Regions from separate parts of the Hordeum vulgare genome. Here all the other regions are linked to region 1. Evidence: chromatin contacts called from public Hi-C data. All regions are on one chromosome and are shown on one strand. The core of a region is the stretch at or near the end of the contact, and the rest is flanking DNA. Distances in the headings are between cores, read along the strand shown. Region 1 holds the start of LOC123401753 (serine/arginine-rich splicing factor RSZ23-like). Region 2 holds the start of LOC123402142. Region 3 holds the start of LOC123403770 (zinc finger protein CONSTANS-LIKE 3-like).

Evidence for each region. Hi-C and Micro-C count contacts between places; a contact is called where the count stands out from the background.
Region 2: a Hi-C map of seedling shows a contact between it and region 1, with 3 times the contacts expected there. The contact joins the promoter of LOC123402142 here to the promoter of LOC123401753 in region 1. A contact is called at or near these places in 1 of 6 Hi-C or Micro-C datasets (seedling) and 1 of 1 datasets of contacts at active chromatin or transcription factors (embryo).
Region 3: a contact with region 1 is called in a Hi-C map of seedling, with 5 times the contacts expected there. The contact joins the promoter of LOC123403770 here to the promoter of LOC123401753 in region 1. A contact is called at or near these places in 2 of 6 Hi-C or Micro-C datasets (leaf and seedling) and 1 of 1 datasets of contacts at active chromatin or transcription factors (embryo).

The regions. Positions count from the first base shown.
Region 1 is chr6H:350,669,390-350,674,485 of MorexV3_pseudomolecules_assembly, reverse strand. LOC123401753 (serine/arginine-rich splicing factor RSZ23-like) reads left to right here and starts at 2,665. Exons shown (of 5, transcript XM_045095607.1): 1 at 2,665-2,811; 2 at 3,009-3,115. The coding sequence starts at 3,027.
Region 2 is chr6H:351,055,875-351,060,970 of MorexV3_pseudomolecules_assembly, reverse strand. It overlaps LOC123402142, which reads left to right and starts at 1,921. Exons shown (of 5, transcript XM_045096025.1): 1 at 1,921-2,125; 2 at 2,957-3,041; 3 at 3,408-3,521; 4 at 4,413-4,514; 5 at 4,719-4,965. The coding sequence starts at 2,019. The coding sequence ends at 4,763. It overlaps LOC123402141 (protein TAB2 homolog, chloroplastic), which reads right to left and starts at 1,897. Exons shown (of 3, transcript XM_045096024.1): 1 at 942-1,897; 2 at 703-846. The coding sequence starts at 1,797.
Region 3 is chr6H:350,326,640-350,331,735 of MorexV3_pseudomolecules_assembly, reverse strand. LOC123403770 (zinc finger protein CONSTANS-LIKE 3-like) reads right to left here and starts at 2,133. Exons shown (of 2, transcript XM_045097681.1): 1 at 1,364-2,133; 2 at 649-1,292. The coding sequence starts at 2,008. The coding sequence ends at 960.

The DNA of each region.
Region 1 (5,096 bases), core at 1,416-3,915:
AATGAAGGCTAGCAAAAAGATTGAGAAACGCCCAACTAGAAAATCATAATGATGCACATGCATACTAAAACATAACCAATATCAATCAATACACCACAAGTAGGATATAACTTCGTTGCATAACTATTGACTTTTCATGCTTGCATATGGAATCATAAACCTTAACATCACTATTCATACTAGAGCATAATTGACTCACTAACATAACTCACATATCATCATCTACATATCTCAAAACTGTTACAAAGAATCAAATTTCCATGTCCCATATATTTTTTTGTATGCTAATTTTCATTATTCTACTTGAATATTCATCACAAAGGAACCAAACATCATATCTTGTACCGATTACCAAGACTATTTTCAAACTCCCAAAAAGATATAAGTGAAGCAAGAGAGTGAATTTCTTCAAAATTTTCTAACATTCTCAAAAAGATATAAGTGAAGCAAGAGAACAAGTTTCTTCAAAACATATAGCATTCTCAAAAAGATATAAGTGGATCATGAGAACAAGTTTCTTCAAAACATTCGCACCACCGTGCTAAAAAAGATATAAGTGAAGCACTAGAGCAACCACCTAGCTTAACTAATTTAAGTGAAGCACAAGAAGCAATTCTAACAAATTATGATGACGTGAGGCTATCTCAAGAAAATGTGTTCAGAGATGATGATTGTGAAAAACTAATAAGAAAAGACTCATTTCATATAAGACGCTCCAAGCAAAACACATATCATGTGACGAATAAAAATATAGCCTCAAGTGTGTTACCGATAGTCGTTAGAAGAAAGAGGGATGTCTTCCAGGGCATCCCCAAGCTTAGACGCTTGAGTCTCCTTAGATATTACCTTGGGGTGCCTTTGGCATCCGCAAGCATTGACTTTTGCATCTATTTATTCCTTCATCCATCGACATCACACCCAAAACTTGAAAACCTCAATCACACAAAATTCAACAAAACCTTCGTGAGATCCGTTAGTATAACCAAGCAAATTAGTACTATAAGTACTATTTCAAACCCATTCAAATTTTATAACTACATTATAGGTACTGTATTCTAACTTTCACATGGCTTGCACCCCCAACACAATTCATAGATTCATCAAGATAAGCAAACAATGCAACGAAAATAGAATCTGACAAAAACAGAATAGTCTGTAGCAATCTGTCAAAAACCATACTGCTGAAACTCTGAAAATTCTGAAAAATTAGGACACCATGGAAAATTTGTGTTTCAATCACATGTAAAAAATCCAGACACATTTGACGCTGTGATGAATTTATAAAATTCTTGGACTGGGCGTCAAAGTCGGCCCAACGCGCCGACCCAAACGGACGCGCGTCCGCTTGGCGTTCGCGTGGCGACCCATTCCCGACCCAATTTTGGGCCGGATTTGCGTCGGCGCGGACACGAGACGGATGCGCGCGCGCCTCTACTCCTCTCCCCAGGCCCACCGGTTGGTGGCATCCACCACCATTTCCCCCATCCCCCCCCAAAACCTCTCTCGCCCCCGCGCGCTCCCGCCCCACGTCCGCCATGGACGACGACCTCGACCTCGCCGCCGCCGCTGGCCTCGCCTCCCTCGCCTCGTCCGACAAAGGCAAGCCTCGCGCCTCCCGAAAGGCCGCCGCACCGAAGCCGAAGAAGGTGCTGACGCCCGAACAACGGGCAAAGGAGTCGGCCAAGAGGAAGGACCGGAGGCACGCGACGGACGCGAGGGATGAAGCCATCACGGCGGCCGCCGCGCAGCAGCAGGTCACCAACGCCCGCGCCACGGCGACAACGAGGGAGGCGCTCTGCATGTTGGGGTTAAACCCTAGCCAACACGGCCTCGTCAACGCCGCCGTGGCCGCCGCGGTGAGCACCGGCTCATCCGCCTTCCCTCGGACGCTGCTGCCCGACTCGCCCGGTGCCTCGGTTTGCAACCCGGTGCCCGTCTTCCACGTCTACCCGCAGGCCTCCCGCCTCTCGGGGGAGTGCTCGTCCGAGGTGAGCGTGGTCGCGCCTTCGACGCCCGCACCCTCGACCATCAACCTCAACGCCACACCGGTGGCCGCTGGCTCGTAAGCCGGAGGCGCGAGGAAACGCGCGCGGGAGACGCGAGCCGACCAACATTGTATGCCGGCGCTGGCATGGTGCTGGCATATGAAACATGGTCGCTGGCATGATCGGCCGCAGACCTTTTTTTTAATATGTTGATTGCGGACATGAAATGGGTCGGCTCGTTGGGCGCACTGTCGTCCCAAATCTAAAATAAGGCGGACGCCGCGCGGGTGGCCTATCCAAACGGACAAAAAGTGGACAAATTTACCGTCCGTTTGGATCGGTCCGTTGGAGTTGCTCTTATACCCTACCGCCAAGGACATCAGCGGTAGCAAAATGATGAGATCCAATTTTTTTTAACCAAAGTTAGATTCGACTTAACTTTCAGCAAAAAATCAAAACAACGAATTTTACGACCGGAGGTAAGTAGTAGTAGCTAAAAAGGACGCCCCAGGGGTCAATCCAGAGGGGCAAACAGTGGTCCGGACGATCTTGAACCAGCAGCTCATCCGCCACCGTAGAAACCACGAGGCAACTCATGAGTCCTCTTCCGCAATCCCCATCCCATCCCATCCCATCCCAATAAACGAGAATTCCGTAAATACCCCTGGCCCCGAGGCGTCAGCCCTTCGCTCCCTACCCTCCCCCCCTCTCTTCCGCCCGCGGCGGCTCAGACTTAAACCCTAGAGCCGCTCCCCTCCTCGCCTCCGAAGCGCTCGCCGCCCGATTCGCCAATCCCCAATCCCCCCTTGGAGGCGCTCCCCCGAAGGTAAGTACGCCCCACAGACCCCCCGGTATCTTCGAGTTCCAGGCCCGCGTGCCTAGCCTTTGCGCTTCATCCTGTTCCCAAAACGCGAGAATTTTTCTGGGGCGTTTCTCTTTTTATCTGCGGGTGGATGTTAGCAGCTGCTTCGTGCTGGATTCGGCAGCATTTCTTAAAGATTTTTTTCGTTTTTCCTCTTGCAGGGCCTGCTGCTGCCTGTCATGGCTCGCGTCTACGTGGGGAATCTGGATCCGCGCGCCACTGCGCGCGAGATCGAGGACGAGTTCCGCGTGTTTGGGGTTCTCAAGAGGTGAGATGCCTGTGATTTGTTTAACAGTTCTGAAGCTAGTACTACGGTACATACCTTTTCACGAGTTCGGTGTGATATAACTACTGTGCTTGCCTGTAGACATGCTAAGTTGTAGTTTCACATTTCATGTTCAGTTGGTGACTTGCTCGTCTGCTAAAAGTATACGAGCCAAGTATATCGGTATGCTGGCTATTTAGTACGCCTGATTTTAGTGCATGATGCGTGTGAAATTGAGAGTTGAGACTATCTCTTGGTGAACATGATGCAGCTTTCTGTTTGATAAATAGAAGCTTTTATGCATAATTATATCTTAGCTGCATTGCTTGGTCACTTCTATTCCTTTCAATCCGTTTCTTTGTTCATATGGTGAAGTTTCCCTGATAATAACAGTTTATGTCACTGCATTTTGTGATTTTTTTAATTTAAGTTCAACGGGGCATGCATGTGCAGATCTTCTGTATCTTACTGTTATGACTGTTGTGCATTATAGCCGGCGGAGGCCCACGGGCGCGGGCAGTTAGGCCCAAAGGCGCGGGCAGTTAAGCCCAATGGCGCAGGCAGTTACGGGCTTGGCCCAACTTATTGTTATTTTTATTAGCACCTAAGGGATTATATAAACCCATGTAAAGACTCGTTTTGATATTAAGAAGTAGCAATCATTATTGCTCGGCTTTTGCCGAGACTCCAAAACCCTAGCCGCCCCAACGGCCTCCTTCTCCCGACGCGACCTCAGCGCCGTTGCCGGTGCCTCCAGCCTCGCCAACCCTCCTTCGACCACTACAACCTAAGATCTTGTCTTGGTAGGAGCCTTGCTCCTATCAATCTGGTATTAGCTGTCTCGGGTGCGATCATGTCCACTAATCAGCCCACCGCCACCCTTCTGCTGCCAGTCACCACCACACCGTCGGCCTTGTCGGGGCCGATCGCATCTGCCGCAGGGATGCCGCCGGGCTCCGCCCCCTTCGCCTTCACACCAGAGGAGATGACGGCTGTGCTCCGGGAGCTCGGGCAGGCGGTTGCGGGCATCCGCACCTTCCTCTCGGGACCCTATGCCCCGCAGGCCGCAGCAGCCAGCCTCTTTCGCCTCCACCATGGCGCCCAGCAGCAGCCACCGCCATCGCCTTTGCCATCCTTCCCTGTCGCTCCACACTCCCATGGGTCACTAGCCGCCGGCTTGGGGGCGTCCTCGGGCCCAGGGGTGCCCATCCACCAGGTCCGGTTTCCCCCGTCGCCATCCCCGTTGCCGGCTTGGCTCGCTGGGTCCCTCGGGCCGGTCTACACGACGGCCTCGGGCCAGCCACACTTGTTGCCGCTCGCGCCGTCGCACCCGGCCATGCCGTACGGCGTCCCCTCCAGTGCCATCGGCCCATACGATGGCGTGGACAGACCCCGCCCGGTCCCCTCACCCGGTTCCCCGGCCGCCACCCCCCGCAATGGCACGTCCTTCCCAGGCCTTTGTGGCACCCAACGTCGCGGTCGTGGCGCGCCTATTCCGTCGGCTCACACCGGCCGAGCAACTCGAGCGCCGTCGTCAGGGGCTGTGCTACAACTGTGACGAGCCCTACGTTTTGGGCCATGTCTGCCCGCGACTCTTCTACCCGTAGGCTGCAGACTACATTGAGGTGGCCGCCACCGCTGCCGGGCTCGGCAACTTGGCCGCTCCACTTTATGCGGAGGTCGCCTGGGGGGCCGCTCAGGCGAACGCCTTCCTGGTTGCCCTCCATGCTCTCGCGGTATATGGACGGAGAAGACGATGTTGCTGTCGGTGACGATCAATGGCGAGCGCCTCCTAGCCCCTACTGGATACATGCTCCACCCGTAACTTCCTGTCGGGGTCCACCATGCCCCGCCTGGCACTCCAACCGACTGACAGGGAGTAGATTCGGATTACCGTGGCAAACGGTGATCGCCTCCACTGCCAAGGCATTGCCCAACATGTTCCCCTCATCATCGGCGACGAGCACTTCGCCGTCAAGTGCGT
Region 2 (5,096 bases), core at 672-3,171, 390 kb before region 1:
ATTCTAAATCTTTTGCCAAAGTGGCAGTTGTCTGCTTGGTTATTTATTGAACACACAAGCTACACTTATCCTAAAGACAAGCATGTAAACAACTGACACATAGATTTACCTAGGACTACTATACAAATACTCCCTCCGTTCCTAAATATAAGTCTTTAAGAAGGTTTCATTAGTGAACTACGTACGGATGTATATAGACATACTTTACAGTGTAGATTTACTCATTTTGCTCCGTATGTGGATGGAGTACATATCAATCCTATATATATATATATGCTGGATAAGAAGTTAGACTAGTACTTGTATGGCAGTGTGCATCTGATCCCATGATGCAGAGGCTGGAAAACATTTTCTTTCGTTGTTGTTTTGTGTGTGTGTGTAATACCTTTGTCCACATACAAATGACTGTGAGATCAAATTATTATCCGATGGAATAAACAGCATTTACCACACAATCCTACATTGCCTGAGCTACAATTCTTACAACCTGATACACTACGTATCCTATGTATCAGCAGTACATCACCTGTGACCAAAATTTCGTTGCGTAACTACAGTCTGAACTTAGCATGTGCTACCTTACAACTGAATTTTGCACACGCTTACATCGAACCAATTATCTCGGCAAGTTGTAGTAGTATGAGTAGTAGTTTTGTTTCAGTAATCAGGATCAGGATTCAGGAGTAGAGTATAGAAACTTACCGGCCAGAGGCTTGGCGCGCGAAGATTCCACGGCAACTCCAGGGACTAGCGTGGTTTCATCGAGCTCAAACCCCAGAAGGTCCAAATCGAGCCCCGCCCCGAACGCGTACCTCCTCTCCAGCAACTCCACCTCCTCCCTCACATCTGAACAACAGGCCAACATCCATCTTGAAGTTGAACACAATCAGAAGGCAACAATTTCGCAGATATGTTCAAATGTGGTAGTATCCGGCACTGACCGTCGAAGGGGAGCTGCACGAATGCCCACTTGTCGCCGAAGAGGTTGTCCGGCAGGTTTGTGGCAAATGGGTTGTCGAGCGTGAGCAGCGGCTTGGTGCCCTTCTGGAAGCCGGGGTGGCGGCTGTAGACGGTCTCGTACCTCTCCTCGAGCCACAGCAGCAGGGAGACGCAGCGGCGGCTGGGGACGGCCTTGACCCCGAGCTCGTTGCAGGCGCGGGAGATGATGGTCTGCATCTGCGAGCGGAAGAAACGGGCGCGGTCCGGGAGCGGCACGCCGAGGGAGGAGGCGACGGAGGCGAGCGCGTCGCGGAGCGTGACGCTGTTGATGGAGGTGTTGGGGAAGAAGCGGGTGAACTGCAGGGACAGCGTGGCGTCGCACACCACCAGCTCCCACACTTTCTTGCCCCTGGCGTCCAGGATGGGCCGCGAGCAGAAGTCCACCTCCCACTCCCGGATCCCCTCTGCGTCCGCGTCCGGGTCCAGGTAGCACACCTCCGCCAGCGGGTCCACATCATCCTCCTCGCTCGTCGCGGCTGGCTCCTCCTCCTCGTCCGCCGCGGTGTCCGCCGCAGCGGCCGTGGGGCTCTCGGAGGAGATGGACCGGCAGGGCCTCGGCGACGGCGTGGCAGGAACTATGAGGCGGTAGTGCGCGTGGGGCCGGGCGACGGAGAAGGACGGCTTCCCCGGCGGGTTGGGAAGGTGGAGGCTCCGGCGGAAGGCGATGCCGTGGCCGGCGACGATGGCAGTGGCGGTCGTCATGGCGCGCGCCCCTCCACGGCCACACACAAAAGCTAACGTTGGTGGACGGTGGTGTCCGTCGCGGCGCCAGTTGTTGAGTGAGTTCCGTTCACACATGGAGAAGCAAATCCCGCTCGTGCCGACTCGGTGATGGGCCGGCCTAAGCCCACGTAGGACCAACCAAAGAAAGAAAAGCCTACTATGTGGACTCGGATAACCACCACCACGACGCGCAGGAGTAGAAGGGGAGAAGAAAAACTAGAGGGTGGAGTTGGACGGCTGCTGGAGTCCATAAAAAAAGGAGCGCAGCGCAGGAGAGGCGGTCGCGGGCAGCGAGAATGGCGTGCTCTCCCTCTCCCTCTCCCCGGCTGCTCCACCGGGCGTCTGCTTCCTCTTCTCCGTTGCTCTCGGTCGGGCATGTGCGCTCGGCTCCCTCCACGTTCGGGTATGCTCTTCCCCCTCGCCCTCTGTGTGGTCCATCCCATCGATTCACTCTTGCTCTGCTTCGAGTTCATGGCCGATTGCGCAGTATGTTCCATCCCGCTTCGTGCTTCACTGAAGGCCGGAGTGAGCTGCTTTATTAACGCCGACGTCCACTTTCCTAGTCAGTTATGGAGGTTGTGGCTGTTGCGGTGGTTAGCCCACAAGAAAATCGTTTTGTGATGGTTCTCTGTAGTCTGTAGTAGTATCTTCCAAGTGCTCTGCTTGCGTTTCAGACGATTTTTTATACTGCTCTTCATTTTGGCGAATGTTTGGTACGATTGCCTGCTACAGTAGTATTTACTTGGCGAATGCTCTTGCTGTCCGAGATAAGCTGCAAGCTCAAAATAATTTTCAGTAATATCAAAATAATTTATCAATATTGTAGAGTGATATGCTGGCAGCCACTTTCCTCTTCTGACCATGGAATAAACTGTATAGCATGTTGTATTCATACCTTAGACTATTCGGTTTGCAATTCAAGTTAGAAACACACTGGGTGGCAAACCAAATATACATCGGAAGCGTTGGACCTAGAAACAATCATTCAGTATTCCTTTCTCATCCTTTCTTTAACAGTTTGTCTTCATTAAGAACGCTAGCTTCAGCCAAGCACTAACCATCCGAAAGTTTTGATTTGGTGAGAGTTTATGTTTCAACATGAATCCGTGTGGAGAAGGTGGGTGTATATTACTTAACTGTATCAGTGTTATAATAATGACTTATTTTTCTTTATGTGTTTAAATTTAGAATCGGTGCCATTTGCTGATGTGTCAGTTATACGCCTTATTCGTAGATGGACCATCCAATACAAGCAATCCGGACATACATTGTATGGAAGAAGCCATGTGACGAGCTTCCTGGCTCTTGCTAGTGCAGATGTATGCTTTTCTTTGTAGGCCATTTATTTTTGGGGTTTGAGTGTGTTCTGAGTTTGGTAGATTATACAATGTCAATTAATAGTATAGAAAATGGAAATGATAATAGTTAACTAAATGCATTATTATATACTTTTGAATTTGTTCGAATATGATATTCTGGTTTTGGTATCAACTGCTATATAAATTGTAGCATGATCCTCCGTCCTAATTCCCAAGCAGGAGGCCTTCTTGCTCTAGAAATTCTGCAACACTCTGACAGGGATCCTGACAAAAAGAATTAGCTTCTTTTTATTATAGTTGTAGCTGTATTACTCTTGATATTATTGTGTGGTAGCTAAGAGGTGCTGAACTCATCAAATGAACCAGGCACCACAAGGCAAAGGAAGTTCAGGTCAGAAAGTGATAATGGTTGATCCACTGGAAGCTAAGCGCTTAGCAGTGAAACAAATGCAAGAAATTCGTGCCAGAGATAAACTGAAGGTTCATTATTTCTGTCTTGTAATTCCACTAATTAATCTCTCCTCCGAAGGAATATAGATATTCATGATTGTGGAATAAATATATTTTCTAAGACGAATATAAGCGATGATGAAATGGGAAATTATTTCAGTTGATATTGGTAAAAGAAAACTAGGATAGTGCAGTCCACATGTCATAAGTTGTATTCCGTCATATTATCTAGCCGTACAAACAGAAGTTTTGTGCAATAATCTATTCAGATCAAAAATTTGTTAAATGATGGAAACGAATATCTCCCAAAATCCTGAGAGGAATCCCTCTATAGGGGATGCAAACTAACAAACATATTTCTTAGCAACTTGAATATGTTTCCTTTGTCAAGAGATTTTGGTGTGAATATGGTCGTTGTTGTAATTCGTCAATCGCTGTTTTCATCGCTTTGGAGTTTTTCTTTTCCTTTTCCTCCGTCTAGGCATAGCTTCGGTCTTGTATGACTTTGCTCTTTGGCTGCGTGGTTCTTTGTGTGTGTACATCCTAGTTATGCAGAGGTTGGGTGTGTCCTCATTATGTTTGTATCTCCTTTATGCTTCATTTTGAGTCAATAAAACCCACCATTTGTCGGAAAAAAACAACTTGAATCAAAACATGGCTTTCCTCATGTCTACTTCATCTGTCAACCAAAATGTGACTGTGTGTCACAAAATGGAGGAAGCTAAACTAGTAAATAGGTAACTGTGGATTGTAATGACATTCACATGGACCCCAATTAGGCTTGCAAATTGCAACGCTCCAGTGCTGCATGTATGATTTTCTTTTTTCATTTATATAGTGTCTTATCGTGATCTTATGTTTGATATGCTATTACTTGTTTCTTTTAGTTCTTTTACCACATCATTGTTATCTGTTTTGCAGAAACGTCGTCAAGCAGAAGCTATTAACGGCGCATTGGCGGTGATAGGATTGACTGCTGCATTGGTATTGGAAGGTCGGACAGGAAAGGGTATCTTGGGACAGGTACATAAGTTGAGCATAAAGAGAAAATTCATCTTAATTAATAGACTGTAATATTCAATAACCAAAAAATCTAGTTTTCTTCAAGAGAAATGCTGCAACTAACTTATGTGTCATCCACCGATAAACACCAAAATTACTTACCAGAACGTTAAATAATGGTTCTACCCTACTAATACGTGATCTTGTGTTTGTACACTTCTGCAGCTAGCAGGATATCTGGCGGCTTTATCTAGTTTATTTGGGCAATAACTGTCACCCTTGGAAGAATTTTGTAACTTCCGTCGACCAGGAGAGCTCCAGATCTTACTTGCTGGATCCAACCAATTTTCATATCTAATCCAAGCTGGATGTACAATAACGCTTAGATTTGCACGTGAAATGATCTACTCGGCTATTTTTCCTGGACTGAGAATCAAACATTGTATTTATATTCTTTTCCATGTACTCGACATTCAACGTCTCCCCTTCTGAAAAATTGTACCCCCTCTCTAAACTAATATAAAAGTGTTTAGATAACTAAAATAGTGATCTAAACGCTCTTATATTAGTTTACGAAGGGAGTACTAAATAATTTCCCATGAT
Region 3 (5,096 bases), core at 884-3,383, 340 kb after region 1:
TGTATGTTGATGTTGTGGATGTCCTCGGCAGCGACGGGATCAGGACTGGCAAACGGGTTGGAGCCGGAGATGGAAGACATGCTAGGAGCGCGTGTGGGAGGTGGACGACGACGACAATGGAGATGTGGCGGTCGCGTGAGGTAGACGGCGGTAGGAGGGTTGCGGCGGTCGGGTGAGGTAGACGACGGCGGGAGGGCTGTGGCGGTCGGGTGAAGAGGACGAGGGCAGAAGGGTTGCGAGGGTTGGGTAAGGAACGGCGGCGGGAGGGCTGCGGCCATCGGGTGGGCGGCGGCGACTACTGTGCAGCGACGGCTAGGAGAGATGGCGGCGGCACAGGCTCGACGGCGGTGGCGGAAGCAATTGGCGGTGGCGAAAGCAATTAGGTTAGGACTGGTTCGGTATCGATACTTGCATTAATCGTATGCCTTGGCATATATAGAGTACATGGGCAGAAATATTTCAACCATATCCGCTATACAAAGAAAAGATCTCAACCATATCCACTATACAAAGAAAAGATCGGGAAATAAACAACTCCCTCCGTTTCTAAATACAAGTCTTTTTAGAGATTCCACAAGAGACTACATACAAAACATAATGAATGAATCTATACTATAAAGTGTGTCTATATACATCAATATATAGTCCTTAAGTGAAACCTCTAAAAAGACTTATATTTAGGAACGGAGGGAGTAGAAAATTACAATGTAATCCTAGCTGCCTGATCATGCTCAACAGTCACAGTTGCTGAATACTACTCCCATGGAACGAAGGCAGGGTACAAAAACTGGATTCGGGAGAAGGAAAACAGTGAGTACATCAGGTCGGCACGGTCACAGTACTAATCCCATGGAACAAAACTGTACAGATTATTCAATGTTACACGGAGCACGCGTCGCAGCCACCCCGCACTCGCGCGCACTCGGACGGATGCGCGCGCCAAAACTATAGCAGAGTCCTCAGAACGACGGCACGACGCCGTAGTCACCGTCCGATGCCAGGTGCGCCGACGACGCGGGCGAGAACGGCCCGTCCTGCTCCAGCGCGTCGTCCTCGGCGGTGCGCTTGGCGAACCGGCCCTTGATGCGCGGCCGCGTCTCGGCGTACGCCTTGCGGGACGCGTAGCGGATGGTCTTCTGGAACCGCCGGTTCTTGCGCTTCTCCCGGTACCGCATCAGCCGGGCCTCCCGCTCCTTCCCCTTGCTCGCTACCACCGCCACCGACGGCGCTGGCGCCGGGGCCCCGCCGGCTGACAGCGCGTCCGGAACCACCGCTACCTCGGACGTTGACATCTGCAAAGCCGTAGTAGACGTTATTTATCAGCACGCAAGAAAACCATTTCAGCACACGGGGTATGGCTTACGCTGTGGTTCATGGAGTGTTCAGGGTAGAAGAGAGTGCCGCCGGCGAGGTCGAGCTCGGAAGGGGCGACCGGCACCCCGATGGCCTTGATCCCGTCCATGGACCGGACGAAGTCCAGATCGAGGTACGCGTCCGAGTCGGCGAAGAACGTGGCGGCGCTGTCCTCGGGGCTGTCGCCAGGCTCGGGAAGAAGCCACGAGGCCGCCTCGGCCTCGTTGCTCCCGTCGTCTTCCGCGTCCTCCTGCGTCGCAGCGGCGGAGGACGGGGAGGGGACGGGCTGGGGTGGGTCGGCGAGCGCGCCGAAGAAAGGCGTGATGGGGAGCCGCTCGTGGCGGCTGGCGAGCGGGTTGGCGGAGTGGATGTCGGCGTCGCACGTGGCGCAGAGCGCAGCGGCGTCGGCGCGGCAGGTGACCGCGGCGGGCGCGTGCTCGCAGACCTCGCAGAGCCAGACGCGCGCGTGGCGCGAGCCGGCGCCGTGCGCGCGCGCGTCGCACCCGGCGCAGAGGTAGGCGCCGTCCAACCGGCAGTAGAGCCGCGCCGCGTCCACGGCGCACGTGTCGCACGGCCGTCCGGCCAGCCCCCAGAACCCCGCTCCTCCTTGTCCTGCTCCTCCTCCTCCCACCACCGTCTGCTCCTCCACTTTCATCTCGCTCGCTGCAGATCTCTCGCGCTGAGGGGTGGAAGATTTGGTGCGTTTCTTTCTGCTGGGTGCTCGCTCGGTGGCTGGGTGCGGTCGCGGGTGGATTTTGAGGGGTCTGCGCCAAGCGACAGCACATGGTAGGGCCGGGGCGCGGGCTCCGCTCGGGTGTCGCGGGCGCGAGACACTTCGGGCGCCCGGTCGCTGTCGCGCGGGGCCACGGGGTTCGTTCGTTTGCCAAACTTGGCTAGCTCGAGTTAAAAACAATCGTATTTTACGACCTCGCCTTGCCAATTGCCATTGCTGTCGCCTGCATACCTTTCCACAGTCGGATCTGTTTACATTTGCACACTACTCCCACGGCGACGTACATGATTCTGAGCGCCAAAGTTTCAGTTTCAGTTTCAGTTTCAGGTCGGCCGCCTAAAAACTTTTTGGTCCACGTCAGCTGCACAGCCGGTGATAACGCAGCACACGGGCCTGAGGCCGTTAGTTATGGCTATAGATTAAACTGAAGCCATTAGAGCAATTTTAATGGGCCAACCCAACAAATGTGCATTTTGTTTTTTTTATTTGGGTGGGCCGAGCAAACGTTTGTGTTCGGTTTTATAAATGGGTCGGTTAGTCCATCCAACGCGGTATGAATTCAAATTTTAAGCATGGATTTTAAAAAATGCTCAAACAACGATAATCTAGCATGTAGAACACCGTTCAACAATCGGACCAAGTCCATATAAATTTAATTAAACATAGTTAATCATTTTTTAAAAAAGTCGCCATCGGCGCATGGGCTGTCGTAGGCGTCGTCATCCTCATCGTCGTCACGGGCGGTAAGATCGATGAGCTCCAACGACGCCGCCTCCGGGGCCTGAGCAGCGTCTTGCGGCGGCAGCGTCGACGGCTGGGGCGCAGGGTGTCGGGCTCGCTCCTCCGCCTTCCTCTCCCGACGCTCCTCCTTCTCCTCCTCCTGCGCCCAACGGTGCTCCAGCTTCATATGCGCCTCGGTCCGGGCACGCTTGTCCGCTAGTTCTTCATAGAGGCCCTCTTGTTGGTTCTTCATGACGAACCAAACCTCCCAGTTTAGGGAGTCGGCCGCGTAGGCTGGATGCCGCCGCTCGTCGGGGGTGAGCAGCTCGCTCCGTCGACACACCTCCTTCACACGCGTGCGGACCGAGGCACCGCATGCATAAGGATGCGGTGGGGGTCGAGATGCCAACCATGAGTGAGGTTGATATCTCGGTAAGGGAGGACTTGCGTGTACTGCGAGTGACACCGAGCTTGGTGGACTGGTACACACGCCCGCGTTCCCTTGGTGACGCCGGTGTCCGGGACGAGCTAGTGCATGGGGTGAGCTTGCCCTTTCCTTTGCCGAAGAAGCCCATGGCGGACAATATTGGGAGCTCGTTAGGGCTAGGGTTTCTAGTTGCCAGCGGGGGAGCAAGTGTGGCGAGATGGGGATGGAGAGGAGAAGTGGATGAGGCCGGCCCCACCGCATGCTTTGATTAAAAAGGACGACGACCGACACTTTCCAACCACTGCCACCGGGGCTCGAGTTAGGTGGTTGCGTTTAGTACGACTATCGGCGATGGTTGTGTAGCCGACAGGTGGACCCGCGGTGAACGCAAAGAGGACGCGGGCGCGTCTGATTCGTGTCCGCGAGGACGCAAATTCAATCCAAATTTGGACCTGAAATGGGTTGACGCGGACATATGGCGGACATTATTTGGGTTTGCATCGACACGTTGAACTACCGTGTTCGTGTGCGGTAAACAAAAAGACACGCGCGGACGAAATGGATCGGGCGTGGTTAGAGTTGCTCTTAATGCTGCGTTTGGATGTGTGTATTCGGGTCCCCAATTGGATTTCGTATTCCCAAACCATCAATTTGAGTGTTTGGCATGTCGACGGAAATAGCGGTCTGTAATCCATTGAATATAGCGACGAAATCAATCCTACGCGGTGAGGCCTCCCACGATACACAGCCTAACCCCTACGATTTGACGTGTATTCATGCCTCCCGTAAGAGAAAATGTTTCGAGCCTGTCTTTTCTCCCCCCACTCGACCGAAGCAGCCATCCACAAGCCGCGCGACGAGAGGTGACGGCGTCTAGGATGCACCCGGTGGTAGGGCCATGTAACCTCTCTTGTCGGCCCTCCTCCTCATCCCCGTCATCGTTCGTCTTCCTCATCCCTTCTTTCGGCCCTTCTCCTCAACCCCTCGTCATCTCCTTTGCCATCGAATGAGCATCGGACCTCCGCATCTCCTCTACCCATGGTCGCGGTGGCTGGCCTCCCCATCTGTTGCCGCTCCTCCTCCTCTTCATGAGCTCGGGCATGCTTCCCACTAGACCCCCTCCTCCTATGTTGCCGGTTCCCCATCTCCTCTTCGTGGTCGGCTGCGAGACCCCTCGCCTGCCCCTATGTTCTCCCCATTTCTTGGTCATTTTTTGCAGACTCTTTTAGCTGTGAATCTTATAAATTTTGATGTTGTTATGGTTTAAATCTTGTAAATCTGAATTTCGATGTTGTTGCGGTATGACTCTTGTAAATTTATCTGATAGTTACTAGTAGTTTGCCCTAACAGAAAATTCCATGTATTTACAGTCATTTTTCTCATGAATACTAGCCTTATGTGTGTTATAGTTTCTTAATCTTGTAAATTTCTTGTTGCTATAGTGTAGAATATGTCTTGTAAGAGCACCTACGACACGACCCCTGAAACGTCCGGAGAGTCCGGTCGGTCACAAAAATTCGACCCTGACGAGCCTCTCAAACCGGCCTCAAACGCCCGGGCTGACTGACACCCCCCATTTCCAGCCCAAATAAGGGACGGATATGGGGGAGCCTGGGCATGCCCGCCACGTCGGACCCGACAACCCGGTCCTACCGCAAATTGGACCAAATCCACCCTGTAGAATTGCTGGATCCATCTCATGTTTTCCTCTTTTCTTCCTCCGTGAGGCGTCTATCTCGCAGCTCCGCCGCCGCGTGCGCTACGTCGCCTAGTAGCCTCTGTTGGAAATATGCCCTAGAGGCAATAATAAAATGGTTATTATCATATTTCCTTGTTCATGATAATCGTCTATTGTTCATGCTA